Linked DNA regions of Manis pentadactyla: region 1 is linked to region 2. Evidence: chromatin contacts called from public Hi-C data. All regions are on one chromosome and are shown on one strand. Each heading gives the region's core, a stretch centred on a gene start, on an enhancer-like site or on the middle of the called end of the contact. The rest is flanking DNA. Distances are from core to core; before and after follow the strand shown. Region 1 holds the start of SIK3 (SIK family kinase 3). Region 2 holds the start of BUD13 (BUD13 homolog).

Region 1 (3,614 bases), core at 717-3,216, 290 kb before region 2:
TCTAAGGGTCAACAGGATGCACCATCTACCAGCCTCAGTCCACACAGGCAGGGAGCATAAGTGACGTAACACACAGCTTTCAGATTCTGGTCATTCTCAGGGACAAGTGTGATCTGCTTGTGCTCTGTGGAAATGAAACCAATGCTCCATTTTCCAGTTTCTCCCCTGAGGCTGCTTTGTTTTTGACATCCTCCAGCGAGTGGCGCAAGTCGCAGTACTCCACGTCCAAATGATCTCTGCGAGCAGAGAGGTTGTAAAGTCACTAGTGAGGATGGTTTCAGTCTCCAGAGTAAAACTTTTTTTCCCTTGCCTTCTCGCCAGCTAAGCTTTCTGTGAGACCCTCTCCTCCTCCCCTCAGTGGGACACTGGGGCGCAGTACCAAAGTTAATACATAGGCCCTTCTAGACGCAGGTGAGTGGTGTCATGAAGAGGTAAGAGAGGCTGCTACATTCCATCATTTATCTGGGATTGAATGAGCTCAGCCAATGAAAGGGCTTAACCAGTGCAAGAAGCCGAGGACAAATTCATCCTTCTTCTTCTTTGCTAGTAAAGGAGCCAATTAGTGTTAATTGTGTGGGCAATTTGGAACAGCCACCAGGGAATTGATCCAAGACCAATTGTGGAATGACCTCTCTGTCCCGTCCTGGTCCTAGACATTACTCATAGTCAGATGGGGAATCAGAGTGCAAGTAAATATCTTTTGGTCAGAGAGAGTAAAACTGCGCCCTCCTCACACACCTACAGTCCCCTGGGCATCCACATTTAATATCGTACATGCAGTGACCTGACAACACAGCTGAGACACGCAGGTGGATGGATGGGGACTGGACTGAAGGATGCACGTTCACATCGGAGTGTCTGCAAGTCTTCCCTCCTCCCCGCTAGCCTGCTGAAGACCTTGTCACTGACAGCCCGATAGCCTTTCCCTCCTCAACCCCAACTAAAGCGGTTAGGTCCACCTACTTAATAAAGGGAAGGGGGGAAAAAGGGAAATCTGGAGGGTGTGGAATGCCAACTAACAGAGGAGCAAAGAAAGAGGCGAGATTTATTATTGGAATTACAGTGTGATCACCTTTAATGTCCTTGGGAGGGTCACCAGTAGGATGGAATTTTTATTTTATTATTTACATACTTATTTTGCCCAACAGACTGTCGTCTGTCTACATAACCGTGACGTGGTTTGCGGGCAGTGTGCACCGCTGCTTCATCAGGGTCATACAAGCGATGCAAGTGGGACGCCGGCACTCTGACAGTCACCTGGCTATAGAATTGTTCGGGGACAGGGTGGGAGGAAGGAGAATGGGCACCTCCCGCGGCCCCCGCCCAGCCAGTGGCTGGGATGCCTGTTTGGGCTGGTTCCCCCGCCCTCCAGCACGCAGATCCTGGTTTCCCCATTGCCCTCCGTTCGCTGACAATTAGGTTGGTTGCGCCGGTGAGCCGGGTTTTGTAAGAGGAAGGAATTTTACTGAAGAATTCCCCTGCCTCGCTCCCGCCTGGTTACCTATTCCTGCCTTTGCGGCCTCAAGGGCTAAAGTGGGACGCGGCTGGTATTTTTGGTGAAGAGGAAACATTTTGCGTTAGAGAGCCTGGGTGACCGCTGAAGTGGGACAGAGGGCGCACTAGGGGTCACCTTAGCGATGCCACACGCGGCGGGGCCGGCTCTGCGTCTCGGGAGCGCGGCGGAAGCTCGGGGCGCGCGAGGGCGCTGGTGGCGCCCACGGTGCCCTCCCCAGAGGGGGGCGCCCGGGAGCCTGCGCCTCGGGAACCCGGCCCACGCGGGAAGGTCGAGCTGCCCGTGAGGTCACGGTTGCCATGACTCCGGGCAATGACGCGCGTCGGCACGTGACGCTCGGTTGCCATGGCGCCTGGCCCCGGCGGCGCGGGCGCCCCGCCCCCCGGAGTGACGTCCGTCAGCCCCCCCCCCGCCCCCGTCCTTTTCCCGCCCCCCCCGCCCTCTCCCCCCCGCCGGCTCCCGCGGCCCGGGAGGTTTCACTGCACAACAAGATGGCGGCGGCGGCGGCGAGCGGAGCTGGCGGGGCTGCCGGGGCCGGGGCGGGGGGAGCCGGGCCGGCCGGCCGCCTGCTGCCTCCGTCCGCCCCGGGGTCCCCGGCCGCCCCCGCGTCGGTGTCCCCGGCGGCCGGCCCGCCGCGTCCCCCGGCCCCGGCCTCCCGCGGGCCAGTGCCTGCCCGCATCGGCTACTACGAGATCGACCGCACCATCGGCAAGGGCAACTTCGCGGTGGTCAAGCGGGCCACGCACCTCGTCACCAAGGCCAAGGTAGCGGCGCGGTGGGGCCGGGGGCCGCGGGTGCGCAGCCCGGGACCTGGCATCCGAGTGCGGCGGCGGCCGGAGGGACCGGCGACAGCGCGCCGAGGGGTCGGCGCGGCGAGCGCGGCTCGGGCTGTCGGGGAGCGCGGGGCACTAGGGCAGCGGGCAGGGGCCGTCGGGGCGGCGCGGGGGGCGCGAGAGGGGAACTCCGGGGCGGAGGGGAGGGGCCCGCCGAGCTCCGGGACCCGGGACGCCGGGGGTGGGGAGGGGGCTCCCCGGAGGGCAGCGCAGGGGCTGGGTGGAGAGAGGTTTGAACTCTGGCCGAGCCGGGAGACTGTACGCCAAGACGACTGTGGAACCAGCAATTAGGAAATCCTGCGGGAAGGAGGGCAGGGGCACAGGAAATGGGCACCAGGAGGTGGGGGAAGACAAGGGCGATCTGGTCAGGAGAGGGCCAAGGACGGCGGGGATGTGCCCCAGGGGTGTGCGGTGGGCGCAGGGTGCGGGGAGGTAGCAGGCGCCTGGGACCTTATGACAGGTCCGATCCGCGTTGGATCGGCTCTGACGGGTGGACGGTGGGAATGGGAGCCTGAAGACCGACAAGATTATTATGACTGGAGGAGGCGATGTAGAAAATGGGGAAATCAGGAGGGAAAATTACTTTGCTCTTCCGCAGGAAGGGGCGCACATGGTGGCACTAGGTAAGCAGGGGTTAAACAATTGGGGAGAGCTGGAGTGCCGGTTATTTTTAGTTGCTGGACGGTCTGGAATTGTGGGCTTCATAGAACGCAGGGTGGGCTCACGGTGGTCGGGGGGAAGGCCTGGTGACCGACGTGTGTGAGGAACCCGGACACCAGGGGATCACACTCACGGGGCCCTTTGGTTCTCAAGGGATTTGTGGAGCTGTAGTAGTGAAATTAGCCAAGGTCGATTAGGAAGCCATATATGTACACACATAACATTTTACGTAGAAGATTCATTTTTCCTGTGGAAGTACGGGTGAGCCCTTTCCTGTAGCCTTCGTCACTGGGACTGTTGGAATGTAAGAACTCAGAAGGAATCGTTGGGTTTTGATAGGAGCCACAGAACCCGTTTGTACTCCAGATTTCCTTCTTTGCTAGGTCCTCACTTGAATGAATACTTTCAATGTAGTCATTCATTGTATTTGGACTCTGGCTTGTTTCCCTCCACCTGACTAACGGGCACCCTTGTAGTTGCTGCTGGCCACCAGACCCTCATCACGTCCCCTCCCCTCAGCCTAGCCTCTGCTTATCATCACCTACCTGGTTTTTGATTTTATGGCAATGGCTTGTTTTCAGAAACCAGCTACTTATCAAGGCCTTCTC
Region 2 (3,512 bases), core at 367-2,866:
GTACATTTCACCAGTACTTAAAACTGGTGGGGATTCTGCAGTGTAAGTGGGGTTGGTTCTTGTCTGGCAGACATGACCCCTTCCTGCCAGGAGCTTTGTAACACTGATGTGCTGTGTTCTCTTTCCTTTAGATCCTTGAGGGCAACAGGAAGGCCTGCTTTATTATGAACGATCCAGCAGGAAATAGCTACCTGCAGGTACAGTAGTGGGCCCTGCCTGATACTTCATGGAGATATATTTCCTGACCTGAATAGAATATCATTTCTCCAGAAACTGAGAGACTTGATAAGGAACCTTTTAGCAGAAGTTGGAAGATAAGGGAGGAGGGGGGAAGGTAGGAGAGACTGTAAGTGCCTGTGAAGAGGGAGAAAGGACACTCCTAAGCTCCCTCTTCCACTAGTCCAGCTCTCGTCTCTGGGTCTGGGTCCCCCAGGAGAGTTTTCATTTTCAAATCTGATGATGGAGCGAAGAGAAATAGTGCCAAGTCCGAGGCCAAGACAGGAAAACGGAGAGTCTTTAAGCCAACTAGGGAGAGACTCTAGTGATTGATAGTAACTTGAACATCTTTTTAGCAGTCATTATGGGTTAGGCAAAACTGCATGATTCTGCATGATTAAAGTTATTGCCATGCTCTTTGTAAGAAGGCGCAGAGGAAAACATTTTAGGCAGACTGTTTCCTAATTCTCCCTGAGGTTGGACATCCTGCTCCCGGCCCACAAGGGCTCTGTTGCCATCCAGTTGTCAAGAATAACAATAGGGAATCGGAGACCCTTAGTAAGAGAACATCTCCTTAAATCCTTGGGAAAGGGGGAGTTGGAAGCCATCTGGGGGCAGTGGGCAGCAGAGGGGCAGCAGGGGCCATGGGCGCTGATTCCCGGTTTGGTCTTGCAGAATGTGTATGCGCCTGAAGATGATCCTGAGATGAAGGTGGAGCGTTATGAGCGCACATTTGACCAGAATGAGGAGCTTGGGCTCAATGACATGAAGACCGAGGGCTATGGGACAGACCTGGCCCCACAGCGGTAGCAGGGGAGCAGCTCCTGGGCCAGCCTCTGGCGCTGCTCAGATCGTAGGGTTATTTATTTCTGTTGGAAAAGGTGCGGAGATGTAGGCACACTATGTGAACGGTTTGTGATGGAAGTGTAAGCGTGGTGGGCTACTTGACCTTATTTTGGAGGTTTTGATTGGCCTGGGAGGAAACCCAGAAGGTAACTATGGAGCATGTCACCCCTTTTGTCCTGTTACATCTTTCCCCTCCCTCCACCCAGTGCCCTCTTCTCTTGGGCAGGAACTCTCAAGTTGGAGAATGTAGAAGACAGCTACATCTAGAGTTTGAGAGTTGGTTTGGGTATATAAAATACTGCTTTTCAACAGGAAAAGAGTCTTCTGAGGGAGGGAACCCAGCATAGGTGACGAAATTCTCATTAAAATGATGGCTTTCAAACAGCACTATCTTCTGAATTCACTCTGTCCTTGTTAGATACCGTGCTGGTAGAATTCAGCCCCGAAGGAAGTTTCTTCCAGTGTAGCCACTGTAATTTGGGGATTGGAGCTGGCATTTCAATTATTCCTTCAGTAGATGTTGGAGTGCTGACTGTGTCAAGCATGCCACAGGACTGAACAAAATAATAGTGTGTTTTCATGGAGCTTTAGTGTAGTGGGGGAAACTGGCAAACAGTGGGTTTGGGGTTGACGATAAACTGGCAAGTAAAACCGTCTGCCAGGCGGTGTAAATGTGAAGCAGGGAAGGGTATGGTAGTGCCAGCAGAGGTGGGGGCAGGTGTTCCCGAGAGTAGGCAGGGGCCATCTCAACAAGAAGGTGGTCATTTGACCTTTCGGCAAGGCTGAGAAGGAGGCAGGGGAGTAAGCCCCATGGATAGCCGGGGAAAGACGTTTCTATGCAGACGGGAGTATGTGTATAAAAGCCTCGAGGTTAAAGGATGTTAGAGCCAGTTGGGGGTATTTGGGGTCATCTGGTCCCACTCTCATTTACAAATAGGAAAGAGGTTCAGGCAGCCCAAAGTTGCTCTAACGAGCACCGCAGCCTAGGGCCCTGGGCTCCCTAGCGCGTGCTCTTTGCGCTGCCTCAGCCACTGGTGCCTCCTGCGGTGCAGACCTGTTACTTGCTGGGGACGCTAGACAAGCCTCGGTGCTCTAGGCTGCTGCCTTAACCAAAGCATCCAGTTACAAACAACAGTACTCATGCCATCCACCCTCACCTTCCAGTCAGCCCTTCTCAGAGGTCACACGCGGGCTGTTCCACGTGGAAAACGTTCTCATTCTCTGTGCTCTACTTCTGTTGGGTTTGGCAGCGGACCACCTCTTCTTAGCCCTTGGTCTCTGGGATACTGCTTTTCTCTTACTGTGATCATTCCTTGTTGGAATTTCTGCCTCCTCCCTCTTCATTAAATGTATTTGTCCAAGGAGTCTGTTTTCAGACACCTCTCCCTATTGAATTCTTCGGCATTTGACGACTTTTCATGTGGGACTGACCCCCATACTTGTATTTCTATTTTCTGTCAGTGAGGCAAGAGTTAGGTGTTTTAAGACTTCAGGGACTAAGGTTATCAGGTGACTCACGTGAACTATAAAGCTATAGATAGCACTTTGAATAGACTTACCCCTTTAGTACTGGCACCACTAATGCTCCAGTTTCCTGGTCTGTAAGATAGGGATTATAATGCTATCTACTTGGTAGGATTATTGTGAGGATTAGTGAATTAATAATTCTGAAGTGCTTTTATATGTATTTTCTCTCATATAATACAAAAACTAAAATGTCTCTGTTCTGCTTTAAACCTTTCCTGGAAAAAAGTAGCTGTAAATAAAATCATCCTCATTTTACAGGTGAGGAAACAGCTTCAGAGAGGCCAGGTAACTTCCAGAAGGAATTAAACCTTCTAAGAAGCAGGCTTCAAACTCAGGCCAGTGTGAAACTTGAGCTCTGGACATTTTAGGTCAAGTCTATAACTACTGTATTTGCTTTATTAGATGAAACTACAGAGAGGGCAAAGCTCAGACCCTCCACTGGGCATAAATTAATTTGATCCTGCTTAACTGCTCTGGGAGGTAGACAGGGTTGGGACCTGAGCTCGGGTCTTGTCAGGCTAAACCTGAATAGAATGGGTAGCAGTGGAACTGAGGACAGAAGAGGGCAGGAGGTGTGCTGGTGTGGTTGAGGGCTGTACTGGTCATGTTCACTGGAGCAGAAATATGACTTTCAAATGCCTGCTGATGCTGGGGTGGAGGCAGGGCTGTGGAGTTAAGTTTGTGATACACCAAAGTGGACTGGAGGCCAAGGCAGGGCTGGGTATGGGGGACCTGGGGAGCCTTCCAGCTAGTGAGGCTGTATCTCAGTGCAGCGTCCCCTTCGCAGAAGCCCAAAGAGACCCAGCCTGCTTTCCTTTTCTGGCCTCTGCTGTGGTCACTCAGTAGAGCAGAGTGGTTAAAAGTTCAAGCTTTAAGGCAGTGATCTCCAAACCTGTTTTGTTATATATACATATTTTTTGAGC

What was found. Hi-C and Micro-C count contacts between places; a contact is called where the count stands out from the background.
Region 1: a Hi-C map of fibroblasts shows a contact between it and region 2, with 2.9 times the contacts expected there. The contact joins the promoter of SIK3 here to the promoter of BUD13 in region 2.

What each region holds. Positions count from the first base shown.
Region 1 is chr13:4,282,725-4,286,338 of mManPen7.hap1, reverse strand. SIK3 (SIK family kinase 3) reads left to right here and starts at 1,966. Exons shown (of 25, transcript XM_036919831.2): 1 at 1,966-2,277. The coding sequence starts at 2,005.
Region 2 is chr13:3,991,081-3,994,592 of mManPen7.hap1, reverse strand. It overlaps BUD13 (BUD13 homolog), which reads left to right and starts at 1,616. Exons shown (of 9, transcript XM_036919820.2): 1 at 1,616-3,512. It overlaps ZPR1 (ZPR1 zinc finger), which reads left to right. Exons shown (of 14, transcript XM_036919821.2): 13 at 132-197; 14 at 892-1,449. The coding sequence ends at 1,026.